Regions from separate parts of the Ovis aries genome. Here region 1 is linked to region 2. A link is a contact called in public Hi-C data. All regions are on one chromosome and are shown on one strand. Each heading gives the region's core, a stretch centred on a gene start, on an enhancer-like site or on the middle of the called end of the contact. The rest is flanking DNA. Distances are from core to core; before and after follow the strand shown. Region 1 overlaps SHROOM3 (shroom family member 3). Region 2 holds the start of CCDC158 (coiled-coil domain containing 158).

Evidence for each region. Hi-C and Micro-C count contacts between places; a contact is called where the count stands out from the background.
Region 1: a contact with region 2 is called in a Hi-C map of liver, with 2.8 times the contacts expected there. The contact joins the enhancer-like site here to the promoter of CCDC158 in region 2. A contact is called at or near these places in 2 of 16 Hi-C or Micro-C datasets (liver and mixed tissues).

The regions. Positions count from the first base shown.
Region 1 is chr6:92,100,028-92,103,599 of ARS-UI_Ramb_v3.0, forward strand. All of the region lies in intron 1 of SHROOM3 (shroom family member 3), which reads left to right. Among named protein-coding and RNA genes, the nearest start is that of TRNAC-GCA, 24 kb to the left of the region's middle. Within about 2 kb of position 2,019, at least 5 of the 54 cell types and tissues checked have an H3K27ac peak or open chromatin away from gene starts, as enhancers often do. A contact at or near this core is called in liver, where this site is marked.
Region 2 is chr6:92,035,068-92,038,654 of ARS-UI_Ramb_v3.0, forward strand. It overlaps CCDC158 (coiled-coil domain containing 158), which reads right to left and starts at 2,067. Exons shown (of 23, transcript XM_060417295.1): 1 at 1,985-2,067.

The DNA of each region.
Region 1 (3,572 bases), core at 769-3,268, 65 kb after region 2:
GCCCAAAACCTTTGTTCAGGACAGCTTTCTTTTGTGTACTAGGCACCAGGGATCCTGAGAAGAATGGATGGCCCCCACTGTCTGGAAGCTTATCGAATGAGTTAGCTGATGGTTAAACTAGAGACTGACCATGTAATGAGTGCTATGGTGACAATTCATCTGGGTTAGACCTGTGTGGAGGGGTGGCTGACACAGGAATTCAGCAATGAGAAGACAATAGACATAGGTAAGGTTGTGGGCTTGGATGCTGGAGGAGCTGTGGTGGGTCCTGTGCCCAGGTCCCCTTGACTGGACTGGTGTTCCCCTACCCTGAGCTGCTGGGAGCATTGACTGTCGGGCTCCCTGCTGTAGTTTTCCAGGGTGAATTGCCTTCTGCTGAAAGGAGCAGAAAATGCCCAGGAGTGGCATTTTCAGCCTGAAGAATCAGGCTGAGCAGAGGTCAGAGTGAACCACATCTTAACATCTGTGCCATCCTGCCTCCCTCCCTCCCTTACAGGTTTCTCCCCAAAACAAGGTGTCAATGGACCAAAGATATGGTTCAGTTCAGTTCAGTTCAGTCGCTCAGTCGTGTCCGACTCTTTGCGACCCCATGAATCGCAGCACGCCAGGCCTCCCTGTCCATCACCAACTCCTGGAGTTCACTCAAACTCACATCCATTGAGTTGGTGATGCCATCCAGCCATCTCATCCTCTGTCGTCCCCTTCTCCTCCTGCCCCCAACCCCTCCCAGCATCAGAGTCTTTTCCAATGAGTCAACTCTTCGCATGAGGTGGCCAAAGTACTGGAGTTTCAGCTTCAGCATCATTCCCTCCAAAGAAATCCCAGGGCTGATCTCCTTCAGAATGGACTGGTTGGATCTCCTTGCAGTCCAAGGGACTCTCAAGAGTCTTCTCCAACACCACAGTTCAAAAGCATCAATTCTTCGGCACTCAGCCTTCTTCATAGTCCAGCTCTCACATCCATACATGACCTTAAGATTAAAGAATACATGTGATGAGCACAGCGTAGAGAACATGCGGCAAGATTAGGAGGTAAGGAGGGCGTGTTCAGAGTCTGGAATGCAAGAATTTAAGGTTTAGCGGTTAGAGCATTTCAACATAACAATAGGACAACAGGTCTAGATCTGCCATGAGCAGAAGTGTCTGAATCACGTGGATTCCTGCTAAAGAGATCAAAGCACTGCAACGTTAGGGAGCTGGATGAGGCATCCTCAGGGATGTTGTCAGCAATGAAGTGTGGTAGTGACCCCAGAAATCCACACTGATCAGTTCTTATCTGCCCCCCCCACCCCCCGCCCCAGAGATGTCATTACTTCTTGTACCTGAGCCTTTGTGTAGTAGGCAAACTTAATAAAGACACTGGACAAACACTGGCCAGTGAAGGCTACAGTGGAGTGTTGGAGGCACAGGAATTCCTAGTGAGACCCTTGCTCTTGGTGGTTTATAACCCAAACCCCTTGTTAGCAGCTTGAATAATTCCCACCTTTCAATATTCGTGGTGTCCCACCTCTTCTTGGACTAATTGGCCTTCCTGTTAAATCTCTCAGTTGAGAAAACTCCACTCTTACTTTATTTCTCTTTTTTTTTCTATGTAATTTCACTTGCTATTCTTATCTACTAATTATCTTGCTGACCCAGGCATTCAAGAATAGGGAACACCATGATACCTGAGAAGAGGTTGTAGGGGAAAGGACTCACACCTCCAGTTCTGCATGAAATGTTCCCATTCCCTTCAACATTCAGTGAATTTTCACTTGTCCTTTGGGTATCTCTAAACTGTCTCTTTCTGTTCTCCCCAGACTGTTTCAGAACCCCTCGCCATGATAGACTCTCAAAGTCACCTTATTCCCCTTCATGACTCTTATCACAGTTGTAACTAAACAAACCAAAAAAAAAAAAAAATTCATTGCTTAAGGTCTGTGTCGCCCAATGGAATGTAACCTCGCTAAGGACAAGGGCCATCTCTGTGTCCCTAGCTCCTGGCACAGTGCCATACATAAAGAATGTACTCAGTAAGTGTTCATAGAACAAATAAATAAACACATGGTGAGGTGACAGTTAGAAAAGCTCCAGCTCTCTTCCTAGATCTGGTCCTACTTACTCCGTGACCTTCAACAAGTCATTTCAGCTTTCTGAGCAAAATACGTTTTGATTCATTTTAGCACTCTCTGATTTCTGATTTCACAGCCTATCAGTCAAACTTAACCGCAGCACTATGCTTAGGCTAACTAACATTTCTCCTGGAACTTCTCAAAGTAGCTTACTTGTAGAGAAACTGTTTTTCCTTTGTGTTTCAGTAAGCTGTTGTGAAAGTGAAAGTGAAGTCACTCAGTCATGTCTGACTCTTTGCAACCCCATGGACTGTAGCCCGCCAGGCTCCTTCATCCATGGAATTTTCCAGGCAAGAACACTGGAGTGGGTTGCCATTTCCTTCTCCAGGGGATCTTCCCAATCCAGGGATCAAACCCAGGTCTCCCTCTTTGTAGCAGACGCTTTTACCGTCTGAGCCACCAGGGAAGCTATTACAAGCTATTGCTAAGTAACAAGTAAGTTCTACATTTAGTGGCTTAAACAGTAATTTATTATTTCAAAATAAGTAGGAAGAAAGGTAAGAGTAAAGACCAGAGTTTAAAAAATACAAGCAAACAATGACATAGACATAGAAAGACCAGGAGATAAGGCAGTGCGTGAGGCAGATGTTTGAGGAAAGAACATTCAAGGCAGAGGGTACTGTTAGTTCCAGGGTCCTCTAGTAGGACATGCCAGGAGATCAGGAAAGGGGCCCTGAGTGGGTGGAGCAGAGCAAGCAAGGAGGATGGAGGTGGGCAGCCAGACCACATTGGAACCTGTGGCCAACTCAAGGACTTGGACTTTGCCTCTGGGTGGTATAAAGAACCGCTCAGGGACTTGGAACAAAGTAGTATGATTTGCAGTCTTCAGTTCTTTCCTCTGGTTTGAATTCTAGTTTGTTCTCGTGACTCTGGTCATGCAGATATGTACCTGGGTCGTGAGACATAACAATCTAATATTATATGATCAGAGAGAGGCTGTTTCTTTGGGCAGGTTTTTATTTCACATTTGTACAATGAGTTAGTGGGCTTCCCTGGTGGCTAAGTAGTAAAGAATACACCTGCCAATGCAGAAGATGCGGGTTCGATCCCTGGGCCCAGAAGGTCCCCTGGAGATGGAAATAGCAATCCACTCTAGTATTCTTGCCTGGAGAATCTCATGAACAGAGGAGCCTGGCGGGCTACAGTCCATGGGGTCACAAAAGAGTCAGATACAACTTAGCGACTAAACGACAACAGATTGTGTTTGCACTTTCAGTTCCCAGGGAGTTCACACAGATAGGGGTGACTGCTTTGTACTAATGGCAATTTCCAGCTGTATGCCTACATTGTTTTTTGATGCGGTTGAAGGTTCAAATGGATAGATAGCTCAAGGAATATGGATAGATATATGTGGAAATGGATGGATGGGTGAATGGAGGGATAGGTGGATGGATGGATAGGTGGATGGATAGATAGACAGATATATAGTAGAGAGGAAGAGTAAGAAGGAGAAATCGTCCTT
Region 2 (3,587 bases), core at 817-3,316:
AAATACAAAGAAAGTTTAAAGAAATTGCTTTAGTACTAGACCATCTCTTTCTAATGCAACTAACTTATTTTCCCTTCTCACCAAATTCTGTTTAAATCTTTTCCTTAGGATGTACAGGGTTCAGGAAATACTCAGTGGTCTCCACTACAACACCTGCCACTGCCCCAGCTGGAAAGATTTAAAACATTCATCAATACAGGCCTGATTCTATGTGACTTATAAGCATAACTGTATGTATTAGTTTCCTATAATCGCCATAACAAGTTACCAAAAGCTTGGTGGTTTAAAACCATAGACATTTATTCTTTCACAGTTCTGGTGCCAGAAGTTCAAAATCAGTCTCACAGGGCTGAAATCCCAGTATTGGCAGGGCTGTGCTCCCTTCAAAGGTTCAAAGAAAGAATCCATTTCTTCCCTCCACCAGCTTCTGGTAGTTGCTGGCATTTCTTGGCTTGTGGCCACATCACTCTGACCTGTGTTCACAATGCAGTCTCCCCTTCCCTGTCTAATCTCTGCCTCCCTCAAGGATTCTACTGTTTGCATTTAGGATCCACTCAGATAACCTTTCTAGTTCAAGATCCTTGACTTAATCATATATGCAAAGACCTTCTTGGCTTATCACATTTATAATTCCAGGGATTAGGATCTGATATTTTTGGGTGGCCCTTATTTATCCTACTATATCAAATCATTTGAGGGCTTCTAGTGTGGGAACAGGTGGTTCACAGAGGCCCTATTTAATGAACTGTGGATGTGAGTGGCCCTAACATACTAAATAGACAACACCGAGTCCTCTTTGTAAATCATAATGGTAAGGAGTCTGCATATACAAAATAAATTGTCAATTTCTGCTCTCAATTCAGGAGTATAAAAATGTCTCCAGGGCATAAAAACCATTTTACCCACAAGACAAAGATAACTGTATAAATCTAAAAACAACAGAGCTGGGAGGACCAGGCATCTCCCACACTCCCCCACGTCCACCCCATGACTTTACACAGAGAAACAGTCCTGCCCCGCTGAGTTCTGGGACGGTGGAAGGTGCTGAGCCTTCCTTTCCTGAAAGGGCGGCTTCGGAGGAAGCAAGAAGTGGATGCCAATCAAAAGACCCTGGCATCCTAAGAAACAGCCAACTTCACTTTTCTTCTACTTTCCCTTGCTCCTAAAGTACACCAAGATGCATGAACACCACAGGGCTCTTAAGGTCTATTATATCTTTCTACTTTTCTGGCTATTCTACGTATTCATTCTATTAACTTTTGAGAGCTTGATGCTGAAACTCCGACTAAAAATCGTAACTTATTCACCTAAAAATAATTATAATATACAGTGGAACTATAGATTACATTTGTTCTGTATTGTCCACGTCTTCTGTAAATATGTTATCATACTTTCATAATTTAAAAAAGAAAAAAATAAAGATGCATGAACTCAGCCCGGAACAGCCTCAGTGGGGACAGGGAGCAGAGTTTTGGGGGGGAGGGTGGACTCATCTGAGAACTCACTGTTTCTGATACTGATATTGATGCAGAACCAGACTCCTCACTTAACAGACAGGGTTCCAGCTGAGAGGGCCCTTGCACAGCATTTAATACAATCTCATTTGGATTAGACTGTCCAAGGTTACACATTACTCATTACATCTCTGTCTTCCCTATTCCCCGCCCCGCCTCCCCCACCCCGAGTCTGCCAGAGAAGCTGGTAGGAACAGGAGTTAGCAGTAATGTTGGAACAACAAGATCCTGTTGTTTCTACCAAAACGAACACTGTAATCCTACAGTTCAGCCACCGTCCCCGGAAGTCTTGTGATTCCTGAAAACAACGGCAGTCCCTCCTGGTAAAGAAGCAATTTATTGGACATCCATCATGTGCAAAACAAACGCAAAGATCTGGAAGGTTCCAGAAAGAAAGGTGCGCAGCCTTGGGTCCTCTGGCAAATGACCCACCTCCTCACCCAGTCCCCAGGTCGCGCCCGCCCTTGTACCTGCTACCAACGCCTCATCCTAAGAGACCGGCCCCATCCCCGCGGGGGCGCCGGCGGGCGCGGCGGCCGCACCTGCGTCGACTGGGCGGCGGCGGTGGCGGCGGCGCAGGACCGAGCCCCGCCCACCCGTGCGCCAGCTCCCCGTGCGCTCCGGCTCGCGCCCTGCCTGCTCCACGCGAGCCTCGGGGGCAACCGTTGGGCACCTCGCCCGAGACGGGGGAGGGGGCGAGGGGGAATGCTGAACTAACCTTGTGGGGGCCGTCTCCGCCCCTAGACGCCGTCGCCCGGGTAACCGAGCGCCATTTCCGCCCCCTCCTCCCGCCCAGCGTCTCCATACTAGGAGCTCTGACCGAGGGGGCCGCTTGGCATCAAATCCTGCCAGCCCTACTCCACAAGCGACCCCGATTCGGGCTTCCAGTTTATACTCTGCCACTCACGGCCATTCTCTTTATCTGCGGCCTCCTAACCGGTATCCACGTCCTGCTCTGCCCCCATCACCCGAACGCCCCAGGCTATTCTCCAAGTTGTTCCGCAGAGGATCTTCCCCAATTCTTTACTGACCCGCATAAATCCTGTCTGTATTTACAATCTAAGAATCAAGCCAATATTGGCGTTGCCAGTCAGGCCTCCCCGCCCTCCTTCTAACAGTGGCCCCTCCCGCCCCAACCTACCTCTCAATTCCCTTTTGTCTATATGCCTTTGCTTATCCTGATCCTCTGTCTGGAATGTTTTGCAAGGTTCAGAAGTGTACTCGGAATAGCTGACCCTCTCGCCTCCGGAGAGTTTTCTTCCTCTGTGATTCAGTTGCTGTCTGTCGTCATCTCTGTAATATAGAACTAATATACTGTGGTGACACACTTAGACTTCTCCGTACTGCCTAAATTAGTGCTCGGATGGAAGAAATCCAGAAAGGGCCTGAGTGTGATGGATGCCACCTGTCAGCGTTAATGCTATTAGCAGTGGCACTATGAGGACACCTCCAGCGAGTAACTTTTTATGTGTGAGTTGATTGGAAATATTAATAAATCCTACATTACATAATGTAGTTTTAGATTTTCATAAAATTAGTATTAAATACCACTAAAGATCACTTTTTATTGTACCTATAATATAAATTTACTGACCTGGACAATCTTGCCTATAGAATCAAGTATTTTAATAGGGAATGAGAATATTTAATGGAAGGGTGAATGGTTTAAATTGTGTGGCTAGACAGAAAGCAATTTTTAATTCTTTTGTTTTAAACTTTTATTCTGTTAAAGCACAACTGTGTTCTTACGGCAAGAAAATGTTTTAGTTACCTAATATGTGATTTCCATTGATGTCTCATGTTTATATTTGGACCCTAAGAACCAAGAAAGTTCCTTTTTTAAAAATTCTTTTTGAAGTTGTTAATTGAAATATGTTTATTAGAACACTATAAAACTATTTAAACCCACATATATGTGTGAACATTATAATTTTATTATAAAATTATTTTCATTTGAAGTGCCTTACAGTTTTACTTCATGGTATGTCTCTGATACTGAATTTAAAAGAGATTCTTAGCTTTTAAAATAAAATATTTAGAGGTAAAGGAAGGGGTCCAGAGTTTCTATACCAT